Linked DNA regions of Mus musculus: all the other regions are linked to region 1. A link is a contact called in public ChIA-PET and HiChIP or PLAC-seq data. All regions are on one chromosome and are shown on one strand. Each heading gives the region's core, a stretch centred on a gene start, on an enhancer-like site or on the middle of the called end of the contact. The rest is flanking DNA. Distances are from core to core; before and after follow the strand shown. Region 1 overlaps Sv2c (synaptic vesicle glycoprotein 2c). Region 2 holds the start of F2r (coagulation factor II (thrombin) receptor). Region 3 has its middle 25 kb from the start of F2r.

Region 1 (3,539 bases), core at 895-3,394:
TGTGAGGCTTACGACCCAATACATAGGGCAGAGCGTCTCACGGAAGCCACAGCTCAGAGCAGCTGGTTAGCTGGTGCTACTATTTGTTTTAATTTCTTTCCCATTGAGAGGAGTCAGAGATAATAAAACGTGGGAGCGTCCTGGGCTGATTCTGAAGAGTAACGGTGGGGATTTTAGTTAGAAAAGGAGTTCAAAATGCAGGTACAGATGGAGCTGTGTCACTTCTGAAACAGCTTTCAATTTCCTTGTCCTGTATGTGAATGACACGGGATAGCAGATGTCTACCCTGGTGTCAAGGCCCATGACACTCATAACTGGGGCTTCTGTCGAATCTCATGGTTGGATCTTAACCTCTAATTATACCTGAACAAGCCACAGCATGTATTTGAGAAGCAACAAGAACCCTGTCGTGGAAAGGAAAGGTTACACACAGTGAAGAGGCTGAGGGAAATGTGTGGGGAGTGGGCAAGACGGCAACCAAGAAGGCTTGTGACCACTGATTGTCCAGGAGGTTATAGAAGAGATCCCTCTTGGGCCACCTGGGAAGCTTGGGGTAGTTGACAGAAATGGTTTTTCTGAAGGGGACAGATGGTCTTATAAAGAAGGGTTCTGTTGGGTCATCCCATGCTGGCCCAACCCAGTGTCCAGATAAAATTCTGAATGACTGTGTCTTGCAGTTTGGAATGTACTTGTAGCTAAATCAGGGAGCAGAGACAATTTGAGAGTAAAGACTATCCAGTAAGATCACTACCACAGCAGGCCAGAGTAGAGAAAGCAATGCCTTTGATTTGTATGGTTTGTTTGCTTGTTTGTTTGTTTGTTTGTTTGTTTTGAATGGGAAGATAGGGATTCATATCTTACTTTTGCAGCAATTTTGTTGCATGCCACATTCAACCAAAAGGTCTGCTCTGGGCCTCAAACATGTTTTTTTCAAAAAGAAAACAACCATGGTGCAAATAGGAGAGAGAAATGAGCCTGCATGGAAAAAAAAATAGATACTCCTTAGGTTTTTGAAACACAGATTTGTTTCCCAGGGATGAGAAACAGAAGCGAGTTCTGTTCTGGCCCTGCCTCATTGGTGTCTTTCAAATCAATCAATGATGCTTCGAAGATTCCCTGGTCAGCTCTGCAGCTCTGGCTCTCATAGCCTGGATGTCCAGGCTCTGAGTACTCAGGTTATCTGCAGGGAACCACTTTCTCTCTGCAGCTTCCCATCTTAACTCAAGGCTGCCCCCTCCACCACGCCTGCATTACTTAATGGGGGCAGTGGATTAATGGTTTATGTTAATCAAAGAGCTTTTCACAGAATTTCAGCTCCAGGAGGGATCAGGGAACATGTGAGGGGAAGGGAGGCAAGGCAGAGGGGACTCCAGGGAGCAGGGCCATCTCTGAACAGATTCTTGGGAACAGAAGTTTCCTTTTTTCTGGAAGGCCCGGGGCTGTGGTCATGCAAGAAAAGCGTAAAATAAGCAAAGAGGATTCCCCCTCCAACAAGACAGAGGCAGTTAAACAAAGAATGCTGTTTAAACACAGGCCTTACGATGGTTGCTATCACAGGCTGCAAATCTACAAGGAGGCTTCAGATTTCAAAGACGCGTAAAAGGATGGGCCTGGGGGAGGGGCACCGGGCAAGAGACTCGAAGGTCCTTTAGCTGACAGCTGGCCCGTGGGAACGTCCTGCTGACCCCTCCCTCCTTCCATGCTCAGGAAGATTCCAGAGGTAAAACAGATATTCACCCACCAGGAAATGCTGTCCTGCCTGCCGGAGGGTTGCTGGGGAGAGCAGGCAGGCTCAAAAACTGTCCAGAGACAAGGCTAGGAGCCCACAGCCTGGGGACACTGGAGGGACATGACCTGATGTGGAGATTTGGGCTAAAAATGTAACAGTGGACAGTTGATCAAAGGAGGGTGGGTGGTGTTGACCCGCAAGGGACCGTACAAGAGAGGCTCCCGTCTGTGTTTCCCAAATGGCTTTGGTTGTGAATTCCAATTTCTATCTAAAAATCTGCCTTGTGCTGCTCAGGTAGGGTTTCGTTGCCAAGTGGGGATAGACTTTAAACTTTTCTTGTTAACAAAACCACCCTAATCATCCTGCCCAAAAGAGCCCCGCCCAGAAGTGCTTGGTGTCACACAATTGTCTTGAAACCCCCTGCTGTAACAGCTAGAGTGGCTGGCAGGCTGTCTTTTTTCTAAGAAAACAGGAAGTATCACTCGGTATGAGAAAAAGAAAGAAAGAAAGAAAGAAAGAAAGAAAGAAAGAAAGAAAGAAAGAAAGAAAGAAAGAAAGAAAGAAAGAAAGAAAGAAAGAAAGAAAGAAAGAAAGAAAGAGAGAGAAAGAAAGAGAGAAAGAAAAAAGAAGAAAAAGAAATCCCTTTCCTCAGCACAAAATTATGCCAATTTAAACTTCCTGTTAGTAGAGCGTCGCCAGCAGGGTCTATTTCTTACACCAGCACAGACTTTTTAGATTCTTGGTGAATGTAGTCCTTGGGGAAGCCTGGTCAACTGAGACATTTTAGGAACACTTCCACTGGGCACTGAGAAGCAGGAACATCACAGTTAGGAAAAGCTAACAGTGCACGGGGGGAGGGGGGGCGGGAAACCCTGCAAATCACACTGGCGGGGTAAGACAATACGCAGCTACACGTTACATCACAGCAAAAGTTTGTGTTCTGATACTTGGCCACCTTTCTATACATTAAAACTCTGAAGCTTTGAGTCAGGCAATACGACCGACCCACGGTGGGAGGAAGGGAATGGCTTTTGTCACGTCACATCAGAACCTGGGTTCGTGTGTCGGGCAGGCGCAGCCCCACGAGTCCTCCACACACGAGCACAGTGGAAGCCAGCAGGATGGGGATGGCTTTGGTGATGCTGACCAAGGAGCCGAAGATTAAGTTTCCCAGGACGGCCGCCGCTTTACAGAGGGCGTTCAAGAAGCCGAAGCCCGTTGCTCTGCAAGGGACAGAAACACAGTCAAGGTTTAGAAAATGATGCTCGGGAGTCCAGCTTTAAACTTACACGTTCTGCGCAGTCACCCTGATGGTCTTTACGTGGTTTGTGCCGTATGTTAGTGAAGCAGATAATTAAAATGCTTGTTAGCAAACGCGGAGGCAGAGAAGCCAGCTGTCACTGCTGCGGCCGGTCTCCTGATGACGTACGTACGACTCTACTGACTCTTATTTTGGTACAGAAGAAGAAAAAAAAGCTCTTTCTTGGTCCAATGTGTTGGAAGGATGGTTCTACTAAGTAAAAGTTAATTTCACTCCGTGTAAGTCCTCTCAGGATAAAAGCAGGCTTAAAGCCTCTTTCCGTAGGAGTCAGCTAGCCTCTGCTTAGCTTGGGAGAAGCTGGGCCACCTCCTCTGTCCAGGGAGTGGGACTGGGCGATCTAGCAGGCTCTCAAGTCTTTACAAAAGTGACTTGTTATTTGTTTTATAAGTGTCCAGAATCTTGGTGACACCTCTTAAATAGAGGAAATAAGGAAATTCAAATTTTGTTCCAGTATAAAATACAACTGCCGTCTGTCAGACACTATCAGCC
Region 2 (3,547 bases), core at 839-3,338, 340 kb before region 1:
CATTATTTTGCGGTCCTTTTGCTTAGAACCCAGCTAAGCTCCAGTTCACCAGGGCAGCAGGAACCGAAGAGGCCCGGGGTGGGGAGGAAGGTGAATGGGAGGAAGATTTTTGGAAAAGAAGCAAGTCCTGGGCTTTAAAAAGAGCAAGTTCACATGACAGACCCAGGCAGGAGCAGCTAGGGCGGGAGGTTCCTACAGAGTAGCGGTTCACGGTTCACGGTTAAGAGGACATGCGAAGTTGAGAAAAGCCGGCTGGTCTGGAGTGACATGGGAGAAGAACCCAGAGCGGGCAACATTCTTGAGGAGCGATTAGAGACTGGGTGAAGTGAGGAATATGTCAGGGGAAGTAGAGCAAGGCTGGGGCCCGTCTTGTACAGGGACCTCTTGCTTCTTGCCAAGGGACTGGGCTTGGCCTAGAGATAAGGATGGCCGTCTCTGAAATCCCAAGGCACTTGGCCACAGTTACCCACAGCCATTCTCTCTTTATGCAGCGGTAAGGAGAAGCAGATTTGTTTTTGGCTGAGTTTGTGAGTTCACTTATTGTCTGTACCCAATGTAGGGGGACCACTCCTATAACTCCCCCCCCCCCTCAAGGCAGGCCACTCAATCTCTCTGGGCCTTATTTTTAGAATCAGAGAAAGGGGATAAATGTCTCCTTATCATACCTATGATCTGTGCTGGCCACATCTCATAGTCTATATTTTAAAAGGCCTGTCCCAAAATAAAAGCGAGGAAGTAACCTAAAGTTATGTGAGCTCGCACCTCCATGTACACTTTGGATCGTCCTCCCCCTCACGGCTGCTGATGATTAAGGTCTAAGGTCGGCTACCCAAACACAGGCAGGCTGGTTAGCTGCTGCTCGGCGTGGGGGCCCTCTGTGGGGCTCTGAGTTTTCCCATGAGCACCACTCAAGCTCACACTGAAGAAAGACAGACAACAGGAAACACCCCACTCTTTGTCACCTCCTAATCCTTACATGTGGGAGCACCGAAGTGCACATTCTTTCAGAGATAACAAAAACTGAAGAAAACCCACTAGATTTTCTTCAGCGTGAAAGGAACGGCTAAAGGTGTCCCTACTAAGAAAGTCGAAACAATTGGGAACTTTACAGGCTACGCCTCTGCTTTGGAGAAAAGAGAAAATATTTGACGAAATAAGTCGACCAAACTAATTTATTTGGTCAAACTGGCAGATATTTAAAAATACACTGTAAGTAACGAATGTCCTTGCGGCAGATGAGAAATTCCATTGAAAAAAACTAAGACTAGATAATTTCTAGGTGCGCCTGATTCTGAAGAGGGGTCCCTTTTCTCCATGCAGAGAAACAGGTTTCCGATAACAAAGACCTACTCCACTCCCTGCAACCAGAAACCTTCATCACCTCCTGGGTACCAGGCCAAGCTGGGGGCTGTCCGGTCTTTATTGTGTGACTGTGAATTTTTTCTTTCACATCGCTTTTCCCTCCTTGTAAATCAAACGAGAAAACGAGTTTCCATCAAAGCAAAAACTTGAGGAGAGTGGTTCCACTGCACACCGAAAGCCCAGAATCACAAGACCCTTTCTTTCTGAAGGTGGTCTTGTAAAACAGGCCACACAATGACAATTAAAGCGACTGTGGAGACCGTTCCGCGGACCCTCGGGCCCCTCTCCGGATCCAACACCCGGTGGCCCGCGGACTGCACCCTCCAAAACCGAGTCCAAAAGAGCATCGGCCGTGCGGGGAGTGGGGAGGATATGGTGCGCCCCACATGGATGTGACTAGGGGAACCTCTAGATCTCGGCCCAAATGACTGTTTGGCTCCTGGGGGAAACTGAGGCAGGGTTGCAGCCAGGAGCACCCCCTCACGGAGCTGGCGCAACCTAAAACTTCTGATAGCTTCCCCCATGCTCACCCACCCGCAGCTCTTACCTGGCTGGCTCATAGGGACGCGGGAAGACAGCAAGGGACCGCACAGGCTGAGGCCGAGGGCGACGATCAGCAAGCGCCGGGGCCCCATTGTCCCAAGGCTGCCCGCGCGGCCCGGCGCCCGCCGTCGCCTACTTCTTTCTGAGTAGCTCGGTCGGAGCCTGCGGGTGACTAGAGGCGACTGCGCGGCCCCTGGGTGAGTATTTGGAGGCGGTTCAGGGGCGTGGGGCGGGGCTCCGCGGGCTGTGCGCGTGCCCGCAGTCTCCGCTCGTGCCCGCAGCCCCTCGCTCCGGAACCCAAGCGGCAGACCGCACCAGATGCTCGCTCCTCCCCAGTCTCCCCTTGTCCCACCCGGTGTGGTTGAGCTGCAAGCCTGGGAGTGACTCAGCCCCTCGGGGTCTTCGGAGAGCGCCTGCGGCCGCTTCAATGACTCTCCTGGGACGTGGAGCAAGGGAAGCGAAGCTAGACGGGGACAGTCCCGTGGTGGTGCTCCAAGTCTCTTCTCCTCCCCGGCGTCTGGCTGCACACAAGTTTGGAGTTTAGCTAAAAGTTGGCTACTGACTTCTGTCCGTCCGTCCCCGTCCCCCGTCCCCCGTCCCCCCGTCCCCCCCGCCCCCCTGCAGTGACAAGGGTGTCCCCAGATATGTGGACAGAGTGCTTGACATTTCTCGAAATTCTTTTATTTTGCGAGCTTAGATGGATCACGTTGAGCCTTTGATCTTCCACACACGAGTGGAAGTGGACCAGGTATCCAGGCGCTGATTCACCAAGCTCTTGCTTACCGAACTCTGCCTCCCCTGGTGACCCAAGCCAGAGCCTCAGCCACAGGCCCCAACGCCCAGGGCTTTCTCACCAGAAAGATGTTGGGTGGGAAGAGGAGGGGTAGCACTGAGGAATTTTAAAGGGTCCTTCCCAGGTCCTTATGGTTTGTGCTTGACTACATTTCAGCGTTAGATATCAAAAGAAGGGGGGGGGTCATGGCTGAGGCCTAGCGAGAGGGAGCCCCAGCTTATTTTGTTTAGAAAGAGTCTAGTGAGGAAGACACCCCGGAAATTAATCCTGGTCCTCTACCCAGTTTCTGAAAGAGCCAGCTCACAGCTTAGCGCTCTGAAGTGCTGTGATTGTCTTAGGGTTTCTATTGCTGCCATGAAACACCACGACAAAAAGGCAGGTTGGAGAGGAAAGGGTTTATTTGGATTATATTTCCATATAAGTGTTCATCGGTAAAGGAAGTCAGGACAGGAACTCAAAACAAGGCAGGACCCTGGAGGCAGGAGCTGAAGCAGAGGCCATGGAGGGGTGCCGCTTACTGGCTTGCTGTTCACGCTTGCTCAGCCTGCTTTCTTACAGAGCTCAGGACCATTAGCCCAGGGATAGTACCACCTACAATGGGCTGGACCTTTCCCCATCAATCACTAATTAAGAAAATGCGGAATCCCAACATTTGGATCAATGCAGAAAACAAGATCAGAGGCCATCTCCTCCCCTTACCCTCAGAGCTGCCTCACAATCTTCCTAAGTTGCTCTGTCAGTTGTGCAATCACCCAGCTAGACAATGCCATGTAAAATCCTTCCCACTGGAATCTTTTGAGAAAGCATATTTTAGGGTAAGTGGGGACAATTAGCACATGTCTGCACACA
Region 3 (3,330 bases), core at 149-2,648, 370 kb before region 1:
CATACCTGCCCATTGAATAGGGCAATGACAGGGCAAAGCTCTCCCCATCAAGAGCTAGTGCACAAACCAAGCTCACTTTAAGCCTATACATCCAGGCTCTTTAAAAGAATATGTACTTATTTATGTAACGTATGTATCACACATGCCATGGCACATGTGTGGAGGTGAGAACACAACCGTAGGGGGTCAGCTTCTCCTTTCACCGGAGGAGAGAACTTACGTCATCAGGCTTGGTGGCAAGAGCATCTACACACTGGACCATCCCATCATCCCTGTAATTTGACTCTTAAATACAAATGTAGTTCGTGGACCTATGGCCTACTCTCTGAGCCCTACCAAGTTCTACCTCTCATTCCTTTTTGTTGGTTGGTTTGTTTGTTTGTTTTGAGACAGGGTTTCTCTGTGTAGCTCTGGCTGTCCTGGAACTCACTCTGTAGACCAGGCTGGCCTCGAACTCAGAAATCTGCCTTCTTCTACCTCCCAAGTGCTGGGATTAAAGGCATGCGCCACCATCGCCGCCCTGCCTATCTCTCATTCCTATCAGAGAGAAATGCTCCACCCTTCCAATGATTCCTTTCCAACGAGTGGGACTGAATATGCCCGTGTCAAGAAATAAGATATGCCTACATGATTCCGTATGGGAATTCTTGCAAAAAGGTTATTCAAAAAAAAAAAAATAGGAGGATGAGGCTACAGATAGCATCTGAGACAGGGCCATTTTAGGAAGCAAAGCTTACGTATCAAAAGAAGCACAATAGCAACTGAAATTGAGTTAAATCGGAAACAGAGACGAACACAGCTCATGACATTTGCCTTTGCCAGCCTTCTTCCAAGGTCACACTGAGAGCATGATTATTATGACTTTAAAAAGTCAGAGGTTGTGATTGGAACCAGACCACTAACAGCGGTCCCCCAGGCTATGCTGGCACTGCAGGGTGGAAACTTCTCCATCACACCATTTTTTCCCATGACTGGTCATTTTCCGATGAACCTCTGCTGGAGGAAGTGACCTATTTGAGTCTTCCACTAGACTGCCACACTCGGGCTGGTGATGGAGCTCTGTGGTACAGCACTTGCCTGGCGAGTGCAAAGCCCTGGGTTCAGTGATTTCCAGCTTTGACAAAACCGCAAAACAGAACAGAGCAAACCACAACAGGCTTGCAGCGTTGCATTTCCTGTTATACAAATTGGCACTGTTTCGAGGTCTTATCTTTCCCCGATCCTCCGGAGGCGTGTGCTGTCTACTTTGAGTCTGGGTCTCAATTCTTTTGGATACTTTACAATTCTTTTGTTGTTTTTTAAAAAACATATTAAAATAACTGAAAAATCTTAGACACTGGACTGTGTTTTAGCAACAGTGGATGGTAAGCTAAACATTGGTGTTACTAAGATGAGTTTTCAGTCATTCTGTAAGAACATTGCAACAATGGGTTCAAGTCTTCATCCCTTCCTATGGCTTGGTCTAGTGGCTTTGAAATCCTTTCCCTGAAGAGACCTTGTCCAGTTTTATGTCTCCTTGACTCTAGGTGGCCTTGGGTGACCTGTGTCTAGATTGACCAATTGAATATGACTGTGGTAAGGAAGTTATTTTTAATGGTGTGCCCACCCAAGTTGTGTCCTCTTATTTGTGTGTGTGTGTGTGTGTGTGTGTATAGGTGTGTGTATATTTGTATAGGTGGTATATGTGTAGAGTAGGGGTATATTTGTAGGTATGTGTATTTGGATAAGGGTATATCATGTGTGTGTGTTTGTGTAGGGGTGTGTATGAAGGTGTGTGTATTTGTGTAGAGATATGTGTATAGGTGTGTATATATGTCGGTGTGTCTCTGTGTTTGTGTAGAGGTGTATGTGCAGCAGGAGAATGTATGTGTGTGTGTTTGGGTAGGGATATGTATGTAGGTGTGTGTCTATGTATACCATGGCACAGATGTGGAGGTCAGAGAGAGCTCTATTCTTTCCCTTCATCATGTGGACCCCAAGGACTGACCACACTCAGAGTATCAGACTTGGCAGCAAATACCTTGATCCTCTGACCACCTCATGGCTCCTACCTTGTTAAGATAGGATTTCCTTGGCCTGAACCTTACCAAGTAGGCCAGGCTCTCCCCACTGAGCTTACTGACCTCAGCTTCCTCAGCACCGGGAAAACTAGCATACACCACTACACCTTGTGTTGTTTTAAAAAGATGGGTTCTAGGAATGGAACTCATGCCTGAGTGCTTGCCAGAAAAGCATTTTATCAACTGAGCCACATTCCTAGCCCTACTCTTATGCTTGGTGCCTTTGCCATCTCTCTGTGTGGGTGGGTGGGTGTGTGTGTGTGTGGGGGGGTAGTCTGCTTGAGGATGGGAGACATGCAGATCCCTCTTCCCTCATCATCCTGTGGCTGTCCTAACTCAGCTCATGGTCCCGATACAACAGCAGGGCCATTTGTCTGACTTTCCTGGAACCTTAGCAACAAGTGCCTGTCCTATTCTGGGCTGTAGTATGGTTGCTATACCCAGTACCTTTGTCTCTAAAGGAGTTTTAGGACTCAAAGATACAATATAAAAATAAAAGGGCCTATGGTGGCAGAGCTGAAGAGATGACTCAGTTGTCAAGAGCACATGCTACTCTTTTAGGAGACCTGGGTTTGGTTCTTTGTTCTCACTTCGTGTGGTTAATCACTGCCTGTGATGCCAGTGCCAGGGATTCTGATGCCCTTTTCTGGTCTCCATTAGTACCTTCATGCTTATGGTGCAAACACACACACACACACATACACACACACACACACATATATATATATACACATATACACATACACATATACACACACAGACACACACATACACACACAGACACACACATACATACACACACAAACATACACACACAGACATACACACATACACACACATACATACACAGACACACACACAGACACACACATACACACACATACATACACATACATACACACATACACACATACATACACACATACACATACATATATACACATACACACATACATACACACATACACATATACACACAGATATACACACATTCACACACATATACACACACACACATACACACACAGACACACACATACATACACATTCATACACACATACACACACATACACACACAGACATACACACATACACACATACACACACAGACACACACATACATACACATACACACACATACACAGACACACACACAGACACACATACATACACACACATACACAGACACACATACACAGACACACACACAGACACACACATACACACACATACACATACACACACAGACACACATACACACACACACAC

Evidence for each region. ChIA-PET counts read pairs in DNA pulled down with a chosen protein or histone mark. HiChIP or PLAC-seq counts read pairs in DNA pulled down with a chosen protein or histone mark.
Region 2: a contact with region 1 is called in an RNA polymerase II ChIA-PET map of memory CD8 T cells, with 404 read pairs. The contact joins the promoter of F2r here to the enhancer-like site in region 1. A contact is called at or near these places in 3 of 39 promoter capture datasets (liver, neural stem cells and pre-B cells), 3 of 484 Hi-C or Micro-C datasets (CD4 T cells, CD8 T cells and Th2 cells), 10 of 115 datasets of contacts at active chromatin or transcription factors (T-cell acute lymphoblastic leukemia, bone marrow-derived macrophages, embryonic forebrain and 7 more) and 1 of 9 other capture datasets (liver).
Region 3: an H3K27ac HiChIP or PLAC-seq map of thymic regulatory T cells shows a contact between it and region 1, with 5 times the contacts expected there. The contact joins two enhancer-like sites. A contact is called at or near these places in 1 of 484 Hi-C or Micro-C datasets (Th2 cells) and 8 of 115 datasets of contacts at active chromatin or transcription factors (T-cell acute lymphoblastic leukemia, bone marrow-derived dendritic cells, bone marrow-derived macrophages and 5 more).

What each region holds. Positions count from the first base shown.
Region 1 is chr13:95,958,512-95,962,050 of GRCm38.p6, forward strand. It overlaps Sv2c (synaptic vesicle glycoprotein 2c), which reads right to left. Exons shown (of 13, transcript NM_029210.1): 13 at 932-2,952. The coding sequence ends at 2,769. Among named protein-coding and RNA genes, the nearest start is that of Gm24032, 63 kb to the left of the region's middle. Within about 2 kb of position 2,145, at least 124 of the 459 cell types and tissues checked have an H3K27ac peak or open chromatin away from gene starts, as enhancers often do. A contact at or near this core is called in CD8 T cells, Th2 cells, liver and 3 more, where this site is marked.
Region 2 is chr13:95,616,378-95,619,924 of GRCm38.p6, forward strand. F2r (coagulation factor II (thrombin) receptor) reads right to left here and starts at 2,089. Exons shown (of 2, transcript NM_010169.4): 1 at 1,910-2,089. The coding sequence starts at 1,997.
Region 3 is chr13:95,591,998-95,595,327 of GRCm38.p6, forward strand. No RefSeq gene overlaps it. Among named protein-coding and RNA genes, the nearest start is that of F2r, 25 kb to the right of the region's middle. Within about 2 kb of position 1,399, at least 50 of the 459 cell types and tissues checked have an H3K27ac peak or open chromatin away from gene starts, as enhancers often do. A contact at or near this core is called in Th2 cells and thymic regulatory T cells, where this site is marked.